Linked DNA regions of Zea mays: all the other regions are linked to region 1. Evidence: chromatin contacts called from public Hi-C data. All regions are on one chromosome and are shown on one strand. The core of a region is the stretch at or near the end of the contact, and the rest is flanking DNA. Distances in the headings are between cores, read along the strand shown.

The links. Hi-C and Micro-C count contacts between places; a contact is called where the count stands out from the background.
Region 2: a contact with region 1 is called in a Hi-C map of endosperm, with 2.7 times the contacts expected there. The contact joins the promoter of LOC100382649 here to the promoter of LOC100275754 in region 1. A contact is called at or near these places in 2 of 25 Hi-C or Micro-C datasets (ear and endosperm).
Region 3: a contact with region 1 is called in a Hi-C map of leaf, with 3 times the contacts expected there. The contact joins the enhancer-like site here to the promoter of LOC100275754 in region 1. A contact is called at or near these places in 2 of 25 Hi-C or Micro-C datasets (ear and leaf).

What each region holds. Positions count from the first base shown.
Region 1 is chr8:27,327,348-27,330,021 of Zm-B73-REFERENCE-NAM-5.0, forward strand. LOC100275754 reads left to right here and starts at 1,373. Exons shown (of 1, transcript XM_008657564.4): 1 at 1,373-1,977. The coding sequence starts at 1,612. The coding sequence ends at 1,875.
Region 2 is chr8:27,566,454-27,569,127 of Zm-B73-REFERENCE-NAM-5.0, forward strand. It overlaps LOC100382649 (putative leucine-rich repeat receptor-like protein kinase family protein), which reads right to left and starts at 1,345. Exons shown (of 2, transcript NM_001175373.1): 1 at 1-1,345. The coding sequence starts at 1,166.
Region 3 is chr8:27,157,799-27,160,472 of Zm-B73-REFERENCE-NAM-5.0, forward strand. No RefSeq gene overlaps it. Among protein-coding and RNA genes, the nearest start is that of LOC103634989, 67 kb to the left of the region's middle. Within about 2 kb of position 1,338, at least 18 of the 20 cell types and tissues checked have an H3K27ac peak or open chromatin away from gene starts, as enhancers often do. A contact at or near this core is called in ear and leaf, where this site is marked.

The sequences.
Region 1 (2,674 bases), core at 123-2,622:
AGCCATGGGTAATGGGTTGTCCGATCCCTATACCTGTCCGGGTGCATTCACAACCGCAGGTGTGGTTCTGGAGACGAACAAGGACGTGGAGACCGGGCCGCAAGAGCAGGAGCGGCATAATGGCGGCGACGTCGCCTCCAAGGGTTGGAGGAGAACCTGGCCTTATCTGATCAAAAGGACCCAAGTCGACACACTCTACAAAGGAGAAGGAGATGGTAGTCTGCTGATGCAGCATTGTAAAGTCGACACACTCTGCAGGTTAATCCTTTTTGGGGCAGTCAAGTGTTAGTGAGTGCTCTATGTATGTTAATCACCCCTGCAGAGGCTGCAAATACTGAACTACTCACAAGCTTGCACCTGTCGAGATAGTTTTGTAATCGCCTACATCCTGTTCAAACGTGTTCTTTTTTTTGTTCCCGTTGTGTAATCTACCCTAAAAGTGCTTCCTTTTCTCTTGAAAAACAGCTATAGTTGCCTGTTGAGCAGTAAAATAAAATACGAAGAACACAGCAAGCCTAGGTTTATGACTCCGTTGTGCAAGTTTGTGACATTTGAATAAGTCGAGCGATTAAAGTTTTTTTTTAAAAAAAATTAATGGTGTTATGTCTTTACAATATTTAAGTGGAATTTCTTTAGAAAAAATACAAAAAATAAGCGCAAAATCTAGGGTCCAAACCCTACTAACCGTCTCTCTCCCAAGCTTAACTTCAAACCACTTAAATACATTTTTGTTTGTGTATTAAAAAATAGATACCGTTAATATTATGAATATAGAAATCGTAGCAAGACATGGATAACCAAATAGTATGTCATATATTTGTAATTGCTACGACGAGTCTAGTAAAAAAATGTATAAAACTGAAAAGAATACACTCGTCATCGTGTGACCTGCTCCACTGTTATTCCCGTTACACCAAAGCAATCATGGCTGGTCCCGTGCACATCCTTGTTGCAACCGAGCGGTTTTGTGTGTGTCGTGGCCTCTCATGGGCCCTCCGTGTCGCCAAAAAGGCACCGCACCGTGGTGGTCCACTGGTCGCGTCGCGCGCCGTCGTCGCTGCTGCTTCTGGTTCGTTGCGTCTTCTCGCCGGTCGCCGTGGACGGCTGGCGCAGAGCGCAACCGATTGGCTGGACGGTCGGCATATTTTATTCGATGCAAACTTAGCGTGCAGGTGCAGGTGCAGGTGCAGCACGGCGGCCGGTACTACTAGACAGGTAGTAGCACCCCGGACCCCTTTCGGTTGCTGCTACCTTTCTTGGCCGTTTTTATGGACCAGCTGATCCAGATCTTTCTCTTTTTTGCTAGTACTATATTATAAAGTTTTTTTTCTTGTTTTGTTTCGGGCAATGTATGCATGCAAAGATGATTTTTGCTCTATATGAATCATTGAAGTAGCCACAATAATTACAGAGTTTGTATCTCATATAGGACCAATTATGAATTGAAGTAAAGCAATCCACATTTGTACACAATGCAAACTAATTAAACATTGGGGGACGGAGGCACGCTGCACCCACTATAAATAAAAGACGCCGACCACCGCCAGCCAGCCAGCCAGAGCCTCCACTCCAGCAGTCAGTCGGCCGGCGATACATATATATACTAGAGTCATGGAGACGATGGCGGCGAGGTACGGCGGCGGGGAGATCAGGGACCTGCAGAGCAAGCAGGAGGCGCCGGGCGGGTGCGGGAGCTACTTCCAGATGCCGCTGCACTACCCGAGGCACAGCCGGGAGGACTACGAGGCCATGCCCGAGTGGCAGCTCGACCGCCTCCTCTCCGAGTATGGCCTGCCCGTCGCCGGCACAGTCCACCAGAAGCGCACCTTCGCCATAGGCACCTTCCTCTGGGGCGCCGGCGGCATTATCCACTGAGCTCAAGGTCTTGTTTACTGTGCATGTGCTTGACATAACGAGCTTGTATCCCAATTCCCAACAGAACACGGCACCGTCCATGTGCTCTTTCTATTTTCTCTCCGTCTCTCGCTCTTGCTCGCTGTCACTTCTCACCTGTGCCCGCTGTCGCCGCCATGCCCCTTCTCCGTGCCACCACCCGCGCTTGCCCCATGCCGCCGCCACCACCGCACGCCTGCGGGCGTCTGTGTTGTTTGCGTTTGCCGCCCCGCGTACGTCTGCGGTCTGCCTCGTCTCAAGCGGCGCCCCAGCGCAGTCCCCGTCCGTCTTCGCCCCGATTATGTCTGACTCGTCTCTTCTACGCTCCTGCTTCCACACCCATCAAAACAAAAAACAAAATGAGTATAATTTTATCGTCCATCCATAAAATCTAAGATTAACAAGCTAAGAAATGTTGATTGTTATATACTTGATTTAATAATTACTGTATATTTCTATTGGCAACGACTGCTATGCAAGCGGTCTTTCTTTACAAGCGTGCAAACAAACTATCTGGTCTATTAGATCGAGATCCAATCGTAGGTCACATTTAACACTTAAACTCTTCCACCACCAGCTTAGTAATCTTTATAAAAAAATTCCTAACAAACCATGGTTGTTTTTATGGTTGGATCATAATCTAATGGACCAGATGATTTGCTTGCACGCTTGCAAAGAAGGACCACTAGTAATGGTTATTTTATAGCTAATTAATTTTTATTATTTTATTCGTAATAACCACTAGTATTAAAATAAAATACAATATTATAAGACTTTATAA
Region 2 (2,674 bases), core at 95-2,594, 240 kb after region 1:
TCCTTGAGCCTCTTGACGACGACCGTGGTGGCGTCCTCCAGCACGGCCCGGTACGCCGTCCCGAACGCGCCCTTGCCCAGGACCTCGGCGGAGGCGCGGAGCAGGTCCTCCAGGTCGAACGCCAGCGACGGGGCCTCAAAGAAGACCATCCGGTTGCCGTCCCCGGCCTTGCCGATGACCGCCTTGGACTCGGGCGATTCCCTCCCCTTCTTCTCCCCGCCCTTCCCTGCAGCCGCGCCGCCGCCTACTGTCTCTTCATCGCGGCCCTCCCTGCTGCTGTTGCAGAATGCGAGGAGCAGCAGCGCCGCGACGGCGAACCCGAGGACGCACCCTCCCACGGCAATGGCGAGGATGGCCGCCTCGCTGAGCCTGGGCCGCCGCCTCGCGGGGGGAGGCGCAGCGAGGCCAGGAGGCGGAGCGACAACAACCGGCGGCGCCTGAGCCGGAGCCGGGCGCGTGAGGCTGTTGCCGGCGAAGGCGGCGTCGGGGAAGCGGAGGAGGGACGCCGGCACGGTCCCGTCGAGGCGGTTGTTGGAGAGGTTGAGGAAACGGAGCGCGGGGAGGCCGAGGTCCGGGACGCGGCCGGAAAGCGAGTTGTTGGAGAGGTCGAGCGCGACGAGGCGGGTGAGGTTGGCGAGCGCGCCGGGGACGGCGCCGTCGAAGGCGTTGAAAGAGAGGTCGAGCACCTGGAGCGCGGTCAGCCCCGCGAGGGCGGCGGGGAGCGCGCCGGAGAAGGCGTTGCGGTGGAGGTGGAGGCCCTCGAGCGCGGGCAGGCGCAGGAGGTCGGCGGGGAGCGGGCCGGAGAGGTCGTTGGAGCGCAGGCTGAGCAGCTGCAGCGCGGTGAGGCGGCCGAGCGTGCCCGGCGGCACGGCGCCCGAGAGGCCCAGCCCCGGGAGGTGCAGCGCCACGACGCGCGCGCCGTCCGCGCTGCAGGTGACCCCCGTCCAGCCGGGGCCGGGGCCGTCGGCGCTGCAGGCGAGGTGGGTGGTGGACCAGTTGATGCGCGCGCGGGCGGTGGCGCCGCGGCCCACGCCGGAGAGGAACGCCAGCAGCGCCGCCTTGTCGGCGTCGGGCTCGGAGGAGGCCAGGCGGGGGCGGAGTGAGAGGCAGAGGAAGAGGCAGATACGGAGCAGGAGCCCCGCCCCACGGAGCGGCGGCGTGGGCATCGCTGCCCCTACTCTCTCACCTGAATGGCTGGATCTGAGTGAGCAACGAAACGAACGCTGCTGAACGGAGGGAGGGAGAGTGAGAGAGGTGCGCCAAAATTGGCTGCTCTCGCTCTGCTGCTAGCTTGGAGCGGCCGTGGCCGCGTCCGCGTGGGCGAGGAAGGGAAGGGAAGCGTGCGCGAGTGCGGACTGCGGAGGCGGAGACGCCACCGAGAGCGAGCAAGAGGAGAGTCGGGTTCGGGAGTGCGTTTTTGGTGGGAGGACTGGTTCGAGGGGAGACGAACGGAACGTTGTGCGCGGCGGTGTCGGCTACTACCGCGGTGCGTGCTCGGCAAGTGACGGCGGCGCGGTCAGCGATCTGCGCCTTCAATTCCCATGTGAGCCTCTGCTGGCAATCGAATTGTAGCAGCACTTTATTAGGAATTAGAAAACTTGTTGTTAATTATTATTACAGGCAGCGGTTGACCGACGGATCCATCCGCAGCTCTCCAACTCTCACACAGTCTCGTCAGCCGACACTTGGGTTAGGCCGGCGGGAATGAGGAAAGCGATGGGCCGTGAATGACTTCACTGCAGTGTGTGGGCGACGATGATTGCTTTGCACGCAGCACGGCAAGGACTTGGCTTTCTTTCGCTTTGCACCTTTTTCCTGCCAAGTTCATTTTTTTTTTGAATTCAAACTTTGAACTGAACGAACGAGAGCACCCCACGTCCCCACGCCATGCACAAGGCCCCCAAGCCAAGACAGCTGACAACATTGGCCATGCTTTGCCTGTGCTTGTTTTGCGGATTCTGTCCATACGGACAAGCAAACAGCCGAGCAGGGAGATAGGACAGGCTAGCTTTGGACGTGTCTTGTGTCTGCCTCTGCCGCTCGGTGGTCGAGCTCCAGCATGCAGAGGCCGGGGGGGCATGCAATGCAGCAGAGCACAGGGCTCGCCGGCCGGGCGACGTGGGGAGGAAAAGAAGGCAGGCTCACCGCTCACCGACCATCACGTAGGCAGGACTAGGACGACGATGGGCGAGGAGCATGCTGCCAAGTGCCAAGACGCAGCAGACGCGTGTCAGCCAACTATTAGACTGTCTTCAGCGCATGCCGCGCCCTTCCCCCTCCCCTTGCACTGTGCACGTTTAGGGCTTGTTTGGTTACACCAATCCAGAGGGAGATTGAAGGGGATTAAATCCCCTCCTAGTCAAAAATGACTAGAAGGGGATTTAAACCCCTTCAATCCCCCTCTGGATTAGTGTAACCGAACATGCCCTTAGGGTGACGAGATGGGTGCAGCGGCCACCTCTAAACCTTCCCCTACAAGCAACAGTGGTAGCGCTGGGAGCAGTGCTCCGCTAGATGTGGAGGACTGTGGCAAGCCCTCTAAACACTGTGCTTGTACTGTTGAATTAATTGTTAGTAGAATAAAAATTGACAAGAGATGAAAAGTAGGTATAGAAAATGATATTTTATGGTTGTAGTGGGGTGTAGGGGAAGGATTTAGGGGGAACCGCTGTAC
Region 3 (2,674 bases), core at 88-2,587, 170 kb before region 1:
TTTATTATTAATTGTGATCTCATACTTAATTGGGTTGGTATCTACTTACACTTAATAACTACTAATAAAACTTTGAGAAACTTTAAAAGCAATGCTCATCTTTAACCATCTTCTTTGGTAAGCCTTACATTTCACATGAGCCCCACTATAAGTGAGCTCATGCACATTATTTCCTACATCTTGTTGAGCGATGAACGTATGTGAGTTCACCCTTGCTGTACTCACAATCCCCCGGGTCAAGAACAGGTACCGATAAGATAAGGAGCATGAAGGATGCCGCGAAGAGTTTGTGAGAGGTATAGGCCATCGTCTCCCAGTCAACTATGGTTGCTGGGTCGTCGTCTTCGTATGATGTATTATTTAGTTATTTTTGTACAGAACTTCTATTATATAGTAAAGATGTGACATTCGTTTCTGTACCACGAGTCTCCATATGTGCGAGTCATCGTATGCGTTAGTCGCGAACCGTCCGGAAGCGTGTATGGAGAGAGCAGCTCCTGCGCCGAGGTCACGAACCGTCTAGGCTTCCGTAGAGAGCACCGTTAGTTGATTCATCTCTAGTGATTGGTGCCTAAATTGAAGCCAACACTATACGAACTCTTGGAGAATTTATCATTGACACCTCTAGGGACAAGCAACACTTTGACGTCTAACCAACCCGTTGCCTGTCCGCTTTCCAACGGTTGAAGCTGTGCCCGTGCAAGAGAGACCCGGAAAGAAGCCTCCCTCTCTCTGTGTGTGTGTCAGGAACCGGCCAAGATGGGCTGCCAGCGACGCCGTCCGTGTGTCCCAACAAGAAAAGCACTGGACGGCAGCCCGCCATGGCATCGTTATTGTCCTGCTATGTCTGAATGTAATCCTTCGTGGCCTGGGTATGTGCGCGGTCCATCCTCCATGTCCGGACGCAGGCACGCAGCCATGCAGATGCAGCAGGTTGGGATAGACATGCCAATGCCATCAGAGGGCCAACAGCCGTGTACGTGATCGGGAGCTGGGAGTTTGGCCTGCCTCTTGTCGTTGTGTGTGTGTTAACAGGCTGTCTTCACTGTCACGGTCACGGGGGCTGGCTGATGGTCATGCATGCTGGTCCGGACAAGCAAGGAGACAAACAAACAAACACAGGCACGGACAGCACGGCCAGGAAGGAGGAGTGACTGTGCAGCGGTCTACGCTACGCACCGAGAGGATCATCCTAGGACGCCCCAGGCTGAGCCGCAAGAGAGCAAGTACACCAGCAGCGGCTGCGGCTGCGTCTGGAGTTACGTAGTCGGACTGTGCGTGACACAGGGTGAGGGAGGGGGGCAGGCAGGCACCGTCGCTGTCATGCATGTGAGCTACCACCTACCGAGCTTGGTCCCTGGAGACCATGGGCTCGACAGCTAGCTAGGTAGCTCATGGCTGTGGCCTGTGGCAGTGTGGCTCGATCTGCCATGCCGCCTCTTTCTGTTTGGATTTTGATTGGACCGGACCAGCAGTCATCGTCAGCGCATAAACATCTGGGGGCCGTCTGTCCATGTCCTTCTTCCCCTGTGGCTGTGGCTCTCCCTCTCCTCTGCTCACCTCACTGATCGCCACCTCCAGCTATCTGAACGAGTGAACGGGCAGCTGCCTAATGACTGTACTCCCATGTGTGTACTAGCTCTGACGACCAGAGACATCTCACAGCCTCGGTGGTGGGGGGCTAGCTGTGGGCTCCTGGGAGCGTGATGTATGTCAACGGACGCCATGAATGCCCCCGCGACACCTTCAGGTACAGGGCCGGGGACGCCGGATTGAGACACGCAGGGGGCCCATCCGGATCTGTTGGTGACCTGTTCTGTCCACGGCCTCGCATTCGCGGCAGTTATCTGTCCACAAAAGCCTCCCTTTCCTGTGTCGCAACAACTAGCATGCCCTGCTCAAAAAGAGTGCTTTGCTTACTATCTTTCCTCCTCCTCCTCCTCCTTCTTCTTCTTCTTTCTTTCTTTCTTGCGGCAAGTCCTCCAAATCCCAAACACGGCAAGCGAAGCAACTCGTAACGAACTCATTGTCGGGCACATTAAACTTTCAGTCACCAGCTAATAAGCCTTGCCATATCCAAACACAGTCATACGCCACGTACGGCTACACAGTTCACAAGGGTGCAGCTCACACTCGCTGTGATACTCGATGCCGAACGCTGAACTGTCAATCTCTCTCTCTCTCTCTCTCTCTCTCTCTCTCTCTCTCTCTCTCTCTCTCTCTCTCTCTCTCTCTCTCTCTCTCTCTCTCTCTCTCTCTCGCTCGCTCGCTCTCTCTAGTTAAGCTGTCGTCAGGAGGGAGACGAGTGGCGCAGAGCAGGCTGGGTCCCCGCGTGTGTTAATACACACAGAAGATTGCTCGGGAAGGAAGCAGACAAGCTAGCTAGCTGTTCTTGGCACGACCGGGTGCCTTTCCCCGGCTTTCAATACGAAAAGGAAACCTACGTTAACAGGTGCTGCCCCTGCCATGAGCATCACTGCAGGCCCATAAACCTGTGAAAAGAACGCAGCGGACTCCGATCCTCGTCCTGTTCAAGAATTCAATTGCCGACAAGAACTCCGATCCTCACGTCCGTGCTGCATTGCATCTAGCACGTGCCATTTTTTTTAGCTGCACTGCTGCAGTGAATGAAATGAGAGAAACAGAATCTAGGATAGGTACTCTTGTAAGTAAC